Linked DNA regions of Triticum aestivum: region 1 is linked to region 2. A link is a contact called in public Hi-C data. All regions are on one chromosome and are shown on one strand. The core of a region is the stretch at or near the end of the contact, and the rest is flanking DNA. Distances in the headings are between cores, read along the strand shown.

Region 1 (6,003 bases), core at 1,555-4,054, 290 kb after region 2:
GAAGGCCTTCTATCTTGTATCTTCACGGCCCATCAGTCCGGCCCATGTCACATAGCCCGGACATCCGGAGACCCCCTAATCCAAGACTCCCTCAGCGACTTCTCGCCGCCATTCGTCCACGTCCGCTGCATCGCCTACGCCATCACCATGTCCACCGCCAACGAAGCTGACCGTGCCGCCGCCGAGAAACTCGAAGCCGAGAAGAAGGCGACCGAGGACACCGCCGCCGACGCGGCTTCTGCCTGGCCGACTGGAGGGTATAACACGTTTGTCCCTCTCCTGTTTATCTCTGTGTTAGCCGTACTAGCATTATGTGTAGATGTGTCTACTGTTTGCGTGATATGTGCTTATTTGATTTGTAATGAGTATGTTGTTAATTATGTCAATGCCATGATCATGATTATTTCCTGGATTAATTTAATCGAGAAATTGCCTATTTACTCAGCACTACCCACGTGATTTGCCCTTAATTTTTGACTATGCTCAGTTTTACCCTTATATTTGCCTTCGAGGTCACCCGAATGCCCTTTGACCGTTTGAACATTACCTAGAAAATTCATATGAACCCAAAACAAATGCAAATAAGATATCAAAATATTCACAAAAATACTACCTTTATGTGCATGTTATTTGCATTCAGGACAAAAATATTGTTTAAACTACCCGAGATTATTGATGTCATTAATGTTATTAAACCTAAAAAGGTATAGACACTATTTTTTCATGGATAAAAATGACTTGCACATATAGTGATATTTTCTAAACATTCTAATATCTTATTTGAAATTTTCCGAGTTCATATGAATTTATAAACTCAGAAAAATGCAAGTAAGGTATCATACTTCAACGTCGTACTTTTTAATCTAGTAAAAGACGAACAAAGATATGAGAACCACCCTCCAAAGCCCAAAAGCCTCACCTCTGGAAGGGACCCAAAACGGGAATTAGCAGAAGGGCACCACCAAACTATCAATCAGATCAAGGATGCTCCATCATTGATCTTCATCATCATCATCGCCAACACCCTGTTCATCTCTTTGTAATATCGAACCCTAGTCGGAATTGTCTAGGTACACACAGATGAAGGGTGGTCACAACGTGCCCTCTGGAGTCGGGAGATGTACCCCGATCAAGGGGCATCGACTTTGTGGTTAGGAGCTCGGTTGATGACAAAAATGTTGGGGCAAACCTCTGGGGCACAAGCTGGGACCGACAATCTTGATCCAACAAGCGTCACCCAGAACTCGAACCGATTTCGTGGTATGCCCTACAACGGGCCAGTAGCCGGAATCCCATGCGTTGGGAGCCATCGAATACTGCCAAGCTTTTCCCGAAGTAGCTCAAAAACCTCCACGGCGCCTTCGCCTTGAAGGAAAAGCGATGATCAACTATCACATCTCATTCTCGCCTGTGTTCTTTTTTTTGCGGGACCTTAAGAAGTCCTGCATGGCTTCCCGTTAAGAAGGACTTGTGAAACTCGGGGGGGCATTGATGAGGGAAACATCCTACTTCCACTCAGAGTGGGCCCGGAGGAGGAGGACAGACGATTCAGTAACTAGAAGGACAAAGAGACCCCGAGAGCTTGTGGGCTCCAGAGGGTTGGCCTTAGCCCATTAGGTGAATGATGTACCCCCAACTCTATCAAAGATATAAGACAGACGGGGAAGAAAACCCTAGAGATATAGAGAACCACCCAAGTCAGTTGTCTCCGCCTCCAGGAATAGAGCTTATAACTCGTGCGCCAGAACTCTTCAATGATCCTCACGATCCTCGACGAAAGAAATATAAACAACTCGAGGCACGAGTAGGGCATTACCTCCTCCTAGAGGGCCTGAACCTGGGTAAGCCCCCGCCCCGTGCCTCACCGTCTTGATCTGCCACTCGCACGCCCAGCGAACAAATACCGTTGCTCGACATCACTGCTGATACGAAACACCTGCACCGGGTCAAAATGATACTTCCAGGCCCGAGTGCGTCTTGTATCTATGGGGTTGCTTGGTGCTACTTGATGACGCACGTACAACAATGCGAATTGGACGTTCCTCCACCGTAGTCTTGAGAACGTGAGGGGATATCAAGGCTAATTGTTTTGATGCCAACATTTCGCAAAATCAAAAGTCGTCAAAACTAAGAACTATTCTAGAGATTGACAAGAACCGTTTTTGACAGCCAAATTTTAGAGTTGCCAAGTATTGATAGCAAACCAGTTTAGCCTTCTCGTGCCAAAAGAAAAGCACCACATCAGAAAGAGCTGGAAAAACGAGGTACTCCAACAGAGTAAAAGAAATCCCCAACCCCAAGCTAGCCACCTAGGAGGCGCCAGTTGTGTTCCCTGTCACCCACCACGCGATCAATCATGAGGCTGTGCGCGATGGAACCTGGCCGCCTGTCTGTACCCATCAATGGCCAATCACTCCCTTCCATTCCATCCCCAGCTCACCTCGCGCACAGCACAGCGGCCTCGCTGCCAGTAGTAAAACAACCCAGAACCCGGCGCGACCTGGATGGAGAAGCAAGCGAAGAACGAACGAAATCATCTCCGACGCGAGTCGACATAAAATGGACGGAATAATCAAAAGCGGCAAGGCAGACAGGAGCAAAGGAATCCCGCGAACCCAAACCTCAATTCCCTCCCTCGCGGACCCAATCCAGCTCGACCCGGCCCCGCCCCCGCCCAACCAAACCAAACCAAACCCCTTCCCCCGCCGTCCTCGTCTCCTTCTGCCTCTGCCCCACCCGCCGCTGCCCCCGAGCCGCACCTCCCCAAACCCTACCCATATATTATTAAACCCATCCCGAGTCTCTGCCTCCGCCCGTCCCCTGTCCACCATCCCTTCCACATTCCCGCCGCCTCCCCCCGCAAAACCCTAGCCAGCCGCCCCGCCGCCGCCTCGGCCCGCGCCCGATCCGATGGCGTCCGCCGAAGACCAGGCCGCGGCCGCGGCGCTGCTGGGCGGCGACCCGGCGGCGTTCGACGCGCTGCTCTCCACGCTCATGTCGGCCTCCAACGCCGACCGCGCCGCCGCCGAGGCCGCCTTCCACCGCCTCCGCGGCTCCCACCCGGAGCCCCTCGCGCTGCGCCTCGCCTCCTCGCTCGCGGCCCCGGCCACCCCCGCCGAGCTCCGCGCCATGGCCGCCGTCCTCCTCCGCAAGCTCCTCTCCCCGACGGCCTCCTCCGACTCCTCCGCCGCCGCGCCGCCCCCGCTCTGGCCCCTCCTCTCCCCCGACGGCCAGGCAGCGCTCAAGGCCCACCTCCTGGCCGCGCTCCAGTCCGACCCCCCCAAGCCCATCGCCAAGAAGGTCTGCGACGCCATATCCGAGCTCGCCACGCTCCTCCTCCCGGAGAACACCTGGGCCGAGCTGCTGCCGTTCCTCTTCCGCGCGGCCTCCACCCCCGAGGCGCCCAACCCGCAGGAGTCGGCGCTGCTCATCTTCGCGCGCCTCGCGGATTACATCGCCGAATCTCTTCTCGACCATTTGATGACCATCCACAACCTTCTAGCATCTGCCCTGGCGCACCCGACCTCGCCTGATGTTCGCATCGCCGCGCTGAGCGCCGCCGTTAATCTCGTTCAGTGCCTGCCCACTAACGCGGATAGAGATAAGATGCAGGACTTGCTGCCTGCGATGATGAGGGCGCTCACGGATTGCCTGAATTCGTCCCAGGAGGCATCTGCACAGGAGGCACTGGAGCTGCTTGTGGAGCTGGCTGGTGCAGAGCCAAGGTTCCTGCGGCGACAGATTGCCGATGTGGCAGGAGCAATGCTGCAAATAGCTGAAGCTGCACAGTTGGAGGATGGAACTAGGCACCTGGCTGTCGAGTTTGTGATTACTCTTGCTGAGGCCAGGGAGCGTGCACCAGGAATGATGCGCCGGCTCCCACAGTTTGTTGGCAGGCTCTTCCAAGTACTTATGCAGATGTTGCTTGATGTAGAGGATGACCCTGCCTGGCACACTGCTGAAACCGAGGACGAAGATGCAGGTGAAGGGAACAACTATGGAGTGGCGCAGGAGTGCCTTGACCGTCTTGCCATTGCCATTGGTGGGAATGCAGTCGTGCCGATTGCATCTGAGCTGCTCCCACAATATCTTTCTGCTCCAGAGTGGCAGAAGCACCATGCTGCGCTCATCACTCTTGCACAGATTGCAGAGGGATGTGCAAAGGTTAGCCTAATAACTTCGGCCTTTTGATTACCATTGCAATAGTTTGTTACTTCAAAACCTCATTGAAATGCTTAAAAGCAATATCCATTCATTAACATTGTTGAATTAGAAATTAAATTAGTAATATGGAAACAAGATAGTGGATGCCATACTTTTACCTTGATCCCTCATTTACAAATTCTGAGTTGCCATGCCTATAAAACATTTTTGCTAGCGTTAGGCCACAAAAATGTGTTTCGTTCTATATCATTTTTGCAAGTAGGAAATAACCAAAGTTGATCATCTCCTCACCAGTTGCTGTTTGTTGCCGTCAGGTTATGCTTAAAAACTTGGAGCAGGTGGTTTCGATGATACTGAACGGATTCCAACACCCTCATCCTCGAGTGCGGTGGGCTGCAATCAATGCCATTGGTCAGCTGTCTACAGATTTGGGCCCAGACTTGCAGGTTCAGTACCACCAGAAGGTGCTGCCTGCATTGGCTAACGCCATGGATGATTTTCAGAATCCACGGGTGCAGGCAAGTGTTAAAATACTAGCATCAAACTTGATCAGTTGACTCAGAAAATCCTTGTTTTTATTTATAACGAGTTTTTAGTGCTTATGTGGCTGAGATTATCTCAGTGGAGACATAGTACATTCATATGTAAGAAACATACTTCCTTTAAGCTCAAGACATTCTTCATTAGATAAAGATTCAATCTATAACGAGTTTTTAGTGCTTATGCGGTTGAGATTATCTCAGTAGAGACATAGTACAGTCAGATGTAAGAAACATACTTCCTTTATGCTCGAGACATTCTTCATTAGATAAAGAATTCAATCTATTTGTGCTCTAGTTGTAACAAATTATTAGGTATTTCGTTATCATTGTTGAGATATGTAACAAAAACATAAATTTCCTTTGTATTCTCCAGGTTTTTCTGCTACCTGTTATACATTAGATACTTTGACATTTACTTTCGGAATGGTTCTGATCAAGTCTACGTAGTAAAGCACCTCTAGGAAATGTCTCACACAACTATTGTGAAGTATGCTCCTAACTTGTAAATAAGCTGATTGATTAATAAATTTCATATAGAAGTCCAAATTCTGGCCCTATCTTATGTTTTTCTGGTTGGCTGGCCCCTTTGTATTCCATCTTGATTAATATCAGTATTGTTTTTTATATTTTTCTGAATATTTTCCATGTCGGATCCACAACAGAGAAACTGTTTCTAGGTGCAACAGAGAAATTCACATGGCCTGCATGCAGTACTATATTAACTCACCAAGTCTGGTGTTTAGTTTACTGTGCGTTTGAAACTGCTTCTGTTTAAAGTTTTGCATGCATTGTGCTACCACTTTTTTGAATTTCATTGTCCTTCTGTTATTGCCAAGAAATTTTGTACCCTATGTGTACTATGCACATTAGGGTTTAATTACTAATCTAATATTGATTTATTGTGTCTACTATCCTTCTTGACAAGCACATGCTGTAATATTGATTTATTGTGTCTATTATCTTTCTTGACAGGCACATGCTGCGTCTGCAATCTTGAATTTCAGCGAGAATTGCACGCCCGAAATTCTGACACCGTACCTGGATGGAATTGTTAGCAAATTACTTGTTCTTCTCCAGGTATGCATCTAGGTTCCCTTGCGCCACTGTTTGTACAGGTAGAAAATATGTTAACCTTTCATGTTGTTTTCAGAATGGTAAGCAAATGGTGCAAGAGGGAGCATTGACAGCTTTAGCATCAGTAGCTGATTCATCGCAGGTAACTGCTTGTGTGGAAGTTAACAGCTACATTCAATATCACCTTTAATGGCTGCAACACTTTCATGATTTATAGCTAATT
Region 2 (6,007 bases), core at 1,316-3,815:
GACCACTATCCGCACACTTCTTGTTGTGGCCTCTGTTCGCCATTGGTCTGTGTCTCAGCTTGATGTTAAGAATGCATTTCTTAATGGTGAGTTGCGTGAGGAGGTTTATATGCAGCCACCACCTGGGTATTCAGTTCCTAATGGCATGGTTTGCCATCTTCGTCGCTCTCTCTACGGTCTTAAGCAAGCCCCTCGTGCTTGGTTTGAGCGTTTTGCCTCCGTGGTCACTGCAGCGGGTTTTTCACCCAGTGATCATGATCCAGCGTTGTTTGTCCACCTTTCTACTCGTGGTCGTACTCTTCTTCTTCTATATGTTGATGACATGATCATCACTGGCGACGATTCTGAGTATATTGCCTTTGTCAAGGCCCGTCTCAATGAGCAGTTCCTTATGTCTGATCTTGGTCCTCTTCGTTACTTTCTTGGGATTGAGGTTTCCTCCACCGTCGATGGCTTTTTTATTTCTCAAGAAAAGTATATCCAGGATCTTCTTGCTCGTGCGGCTCTTAGTGATGAGCGCACTGTTGAGACTCCTATGGAGCTCAATGTTCACCTTCGCGCTTCTGATGGTGAACTCTTGTCTGATCCGACGCGTAACCGTCATCTTGTTGGGAGTCTTGTCTATCTTGCTGTCACTCGTCCGGATATCTCCTATCCTGTCCATATTCTGAGTCAGTTTGTTTCTGCTCCCACTTCAGTTCACTATAGTCACCTTCTTCGTGTTCTACGATATCTTCGTGGCACGATCTCACATCGTCTTTTTTCCCCGTTCCAGCTCGTTCCAGCTCCAGGCCTATTCGGATGCTACGTGGGCTAGTGATCCTTCGAATCGCCGTTCACTTTCTACTTACTGTGTTTTTCTTGGTGGTTCGCTCATAGCCTGGAAGACAAGGAAACAGACCGCAGTTTCCCGTTCGAGTGCAGAGGCCGAGTTACGAGCTATGGCTCTTTTGACGGCAGAGGTGACTTGGTTGCGATGGTTACTGGAGGACTTTGGTGTTTCTATTACTACACCTACTACCCTTTTGTCAGACAGTATAGGTGCTATCAGTATTGCACGGGACCCCGTGAAGCATGAGCTTACCAAGCATATTGGTGTTGACGCCTTTTTTGTGCGCGCTGCTGTGCAGGACCATGTTATTGCTCTTCAGTATGTGCCTTCTGAGTTACAGCTAGCAGACTTCTTCACGAAGGCCCAGACTAGAGCGCAACATGGATTTCGCCTTTCCAAACTCAGTGTTGTGGATCCACCATGAGTTTGAGGGGGGGGTGTTAGGGTTATAGTGCAGATGGCCTTTGGCCTTTCGTATTACTGCCTTTTGGCATTCTTTTGTACTGTATATATGCCGGCTGTTTTGGCCTTGATAATACATATGTTGCCTTCCTTCCTACCTTAACATCCTTTGTACTGTATATATGCTGGCTGTTTTGGCTATGGTGAATAATTCAGTCTAATTGGAAGAAACCAGCACATCCTTTGTCATGCTCAATATTTCGAACCGAAAATCTAAAAGCTACTCCCTCCGTTCCTAAATATAAGCCTTTTAGAGATTCCAATACGGACTACATACGGAGCAAAATGAGTGAATCTACACTCTAAAATATGACTATAAATCCGTATGTAGTCCGTACTGAGATCTCTAAAAAGGCTTATATTTAGAAACGGAGGGAGTACTAAATACAGTTTGGTGAATAACAAGAATAGAGGCTCAAAATATCACGTCTAGGTATTATCGTCAGATATGGTTCGACAGATATGGTTCGATATATATGCTACTGACTTGTTTGACCATAATATATCTATCAATCGCTTGAAGCATGAAAAAAATAGTTGAATAAGAGTATAACCATTGCATGTGGTGATGTTCTTATATATTTGAGTTACTCAATGCACAAAGTCAACAATAAGAAAGGGCCCTCAAAATGTAATTTCGAAGGATATACAGTATTTCTCGAGACATAATTTGTTCAATAAATATATGATGCTGGAGCATAGACATCTATCATGTGTTAATCCGAAAGACATTAATGATTTGTAACATGAATTAAGATCCATATTGCACAATTAGCTGCTCGCACAAATGACTAAGCTGCCTTGCAGTTGAAGGAAAAACAGAGGCTACTACCTAGCACCACATGACGAATTCCTACTGAAATTAATCCGCAAAAAAATCCTACTGAAATTAGACAGTAAGAGAGACAGGGTGGCGGCGCTTACAAGGAGGTGGAAGGCGGCGAGGACGAAAGCGGCCGCGGCTACGGTGCCTCCGTTGCCCCCGCGTAGGAGCAGTGGGCCCCAGGCGTAGACGACGACGGCGTAGTAGGAGGCGGCGACGATGGCGGCGACGAGCGCCAGCATGAGGTACCCCAGAACCCGCAGCCCCGCGCACGCGCGGAACGGGTTCACCCGCCTCAGGCACTCCATGCCGTCTGGCCCGCCGGCGGGGCGGGGCAGGTGGCTGTGGCGGTGGCGGTGGCGGTGGCGGCGCGCGTGCGAGGCGGGGTCTGGTGCGTCGCTTCTTCCCGGAGCGTATTGCAAGCTGCCTAGCCCAACCTGTTGCGGTCAGGGTTGGTGGGCCTGCATTGTCGGCGGCTTGGAGGGCGAAGTGCCCTGCAGCTCGGCCTCGACGTGCCGTGACTATGCGAATCTTTGCTTTGCCGAGATGACGACGGGCCCCGCTGGCTGCGACACAGCAGCGACCGCTTGGTTGGGTGGGTTCAGTCGTGACTCGTCGTAGCGGCGGGTCAGTTTGTTCTGCGAAGATGAGCGTGCCCACTCATGTCCGTATCCCAGTTCGTGTCTTGGTTCACCTTTGCGCAAAGGTTAGCCTTTGCTTCCGCTGGGGGAAAGCTTTGCTTCCGCAGAGATCTAGGAATGTGAAAAGGATTGAAGAATGAAAAGCAAGAGCATCTATGCCCGATACATCAAATCCGACTTGCGCGTCCGCGGACAACGACCAATCACATCTCAAATGTCCTCTTTCAATCCTCAATCATTGTGGTGGAAAAGCTCCGGGACAAGCTTCAGGGTCTCCAATGTGGTTGCGGAGATTGCCCCGAGCGATTTGTACCAGTTCCGGTAACCACCCCCAAGGGTTGCCAAAATGTATAGGTTCGAGGATATTGGATGGTCTCACCGGGGCGAGTCCACGCCCGAAGTGGTAGATGTTACCCAACTTGCCAAGAGGATCAGAGAGTGGTGACGGAAAATTTTAGGGCGGATCGGAGTGGTTCTAATAACCAATTGTAACGAACCCAAACATCGGATTGACATTACACAAGGTGATTGGAAAAAGCGAAAGGAGGGTGAGAAGAAGACTTGCCAAGTAAGTAGGTGAGTTTAAGAAGCAAAGAGATGGGAGACAAGGCAACACTCGACATGCCCTCAATCCGTACATGGATTCAGGGTTAAATAACATTATACACACGCACACTGGTCTGGGCCACGGACGACACTAACCACACGTGCCACAACCCACACACTGCCAAGTCCACCGCACACATCAGGGTGTAGGGGTGACAGTTGCTCTTTACCCGCGGGAGCTATATCTCGTTCAACGTGAGATGGAAGAAAGTCTCGCGTGAAGATTTCCTGCAAGCTACACTATTGGGCCAACCCATATTCATGCATACCTCGCTCGCTTGTCGCTGGTTTGATGTTGCTTCGGTTTTCTCTGTTTGTTTTTTGTTTCCTTCCATTTAGTTTCTTCTGGTCTTTTGTTTCTTCACTTGTTTTTTGGTTTTTTAATTTTTTCTAAGTTTTTCACTAGATCTTTTTCGTTTCTTTCCCTGGTTTTATTGGGTTTCCCCTTATTTTTTCTTCTTTTTCTTAGGTTTTTTTGTTTCTTTCTCCGTTTCAATGTTTTTCTTTGTTTCCTATTTTGTTTATTTTTCTTCCGTTTCCTTTGTCTCTTTCTTGATTTTATCGAGTTTCTTAGTTTTTCTTTGTTCCTTTCTAGGTTTTCACCATTTTCATTCTTTTGCACTGGTTTTAATTGGTTTTCTTTCTTTTGCTATTTCCTTTGTTGATTTTCATTGGGTTTTTTCTCTTTCTTTTTTATAGAACCTGGATATATTTTCTTAACGTTTAACATTTTTTTCAATTACACGAAACAGTTTGCATATACAACAGAAACATTTTTCTAATACACGTTGAACATTTTTCAAATACATGATTAATAGTTTTTTCAAATATACATTTCGATGTCAACCTTTTACATCCACATTCAAAAAATAATAATGCACGAGGTCAACAAATTCCAAATGCATGATCAACATTTTTGAAAACTCATATTTTTTTATGTCTACCTTTTTTCATACACATTATACATTTTTCGCATACATCTTTAAAAATATCAAATACATGATTAACATTTTTCTAAACATGTATTTTTTGATATCTACTTCTATCTATACACATTTTACATTTTTAATACATTAGGAGCATTTTTATATACACATTTAAAATTTTACAAATAAATGATTAACATTTTTTAAAACATATAATTTTTTGATGTTATTTTTGTACATACACATTTTACATTTTTCATATATTTTGGAAATATTTTTATATACACATTTAACATTTTTCAAATACATATTAATATTTATGTTAACATATATTTCTATGTCTACTTTCCCATAATCATTGTACTTTTTTGTATACATCATGTACATTTTTTATATACATGTTTAACATTTTTCAAATGCATGATTAATACTCCCTCCGTCCCAAAATAAGTGACTCAATTTTACACCAACTTTGTATTAAAGTTAGTACAAAGTTGAATCACTTATTTTGGGACTGAGGGAGTATTACACACACACACACACACACACACACACACACATGTTTTGGTGTATATTTTTCGTACACATTATACAGTTTTCTTATACATTATATACATTTTTCTATACACGTTTAACATTGTTCTAATGCGGATTAATGTTTTTCAACATTTATATATACATTAATTTTTGCAATAGATATATTCACAATATTTGCAAATACAAGCAGAAGTACAAAAACAAAAAACAGAATGAAAAAATGTAAAAAAAAGAATTAAAAACACTCGAAGCCTTTTTTTAACCGGGCTTACCCCTTTTCATTACAAGAACGAAAATACAACTGTTTCAGCAACATTCAGGAGGAGAGGAAAGAGAGGTAGCGAGTCCAGCACACTGCCAGGAAACCCACCGCACTTGCTCGCCATCGAAACGAGTACTATTGGGCGAAAACCTGACAGCAAAAGCACTCAAAGCCTGTCCGCACTGGGTGGCCCAATCGGGCATCTGAAGCGGGACGTCCTTCTGTCTCGCGTCAGGCGAGACATACCCTCTTTACCACCCAAAATCGACTGACATGCAACGATTTTTCAGTCGCCTGTGAGCTAGCAAATCCGGGCAAACTAGATTAACAGAATCAAGCACAGCCGTGAAAGTAGTAAAAGACCGCTCAGTTTGTGCCTGTTTCGCCTATGCAATTTACTTTCTGAACCAACAAGGCTAGCTGCTAAAATAAAGCCAAGCCTGGTTCGTCTACCACCATATGGCTCATGCACACTGCGCTACTTCACCTGTGACGGCATTAAAATAGCAGACGTGTTATAGTGTTCGCCTACGGATCTTATTATAGTATACAATCAGCAGGCCGTACACTGTCTGATTAGTGATTACGTCTGCCTAAACTTGTACTAGCAATAAACTACTACTGCCGTTGCAGCCATTCCACTACATCGTTTAGGCCAAGAAACCCAATAGAAAACGTGTACTCGTCGCAGTCTACCCGGCATACATAAGGCATAACGCCGGCATCGTATATACAGTATGAGATAATACGCCACGAAACAGTAGTTTTCAGAAATGGACGAACGGTAAGGCGCCCTGAAAGAGCCACTTGGAGCCTTGTGATAAGCGCGCGCGTAGATGACAACAACACGCCGAGCGATGCCGTTAATCACATAGCTAAGCAACGTCTTATATAAATCGAATGGCGCATTGATGCATA

Evidence for each region. A called contact is a pair of places that touch in the nucleus more often than the background predicts.
Region 1: a Hi-C map of leaf shows a contact between it and region 2, with 4 times the contacts expected there. The contact joins the promoter of LOC123052316 here to the promoter of LOC123052314 in region 2. A contact is called at or near these places in 2 of 5 Hi-C or Micro-C datasets (both in leaf).

What each region holds. Positions count from the first base shown.
Region 1 is chr2D:156,496,182-156,502,184 of IWGSC CS RefSeq v2.1, forward strand. LOC123052316 (importin-5) reads left to right here and starts at 2,805. Exons shown (of 20, transcript XM_044475455.1): 1 at 2,805-4,164; 2 at 4,479-4,682; 3 at 5,679-5,783; 4 at 5,857-5,922. The coding sequence starts at 2,911.
Region 2 is chr2D:156,202,281-156,208,287 of IWGSC CS RefSeq v2.1, forward strand. It overlaps LOC123052314 (probable protein S-acyltransferase 12), which reads right to left and starts at 2,566. Exons shown (of 7, transcript XM_044475453.1): 1 at 2,219-2,566. The coding sequence starts at 2,425.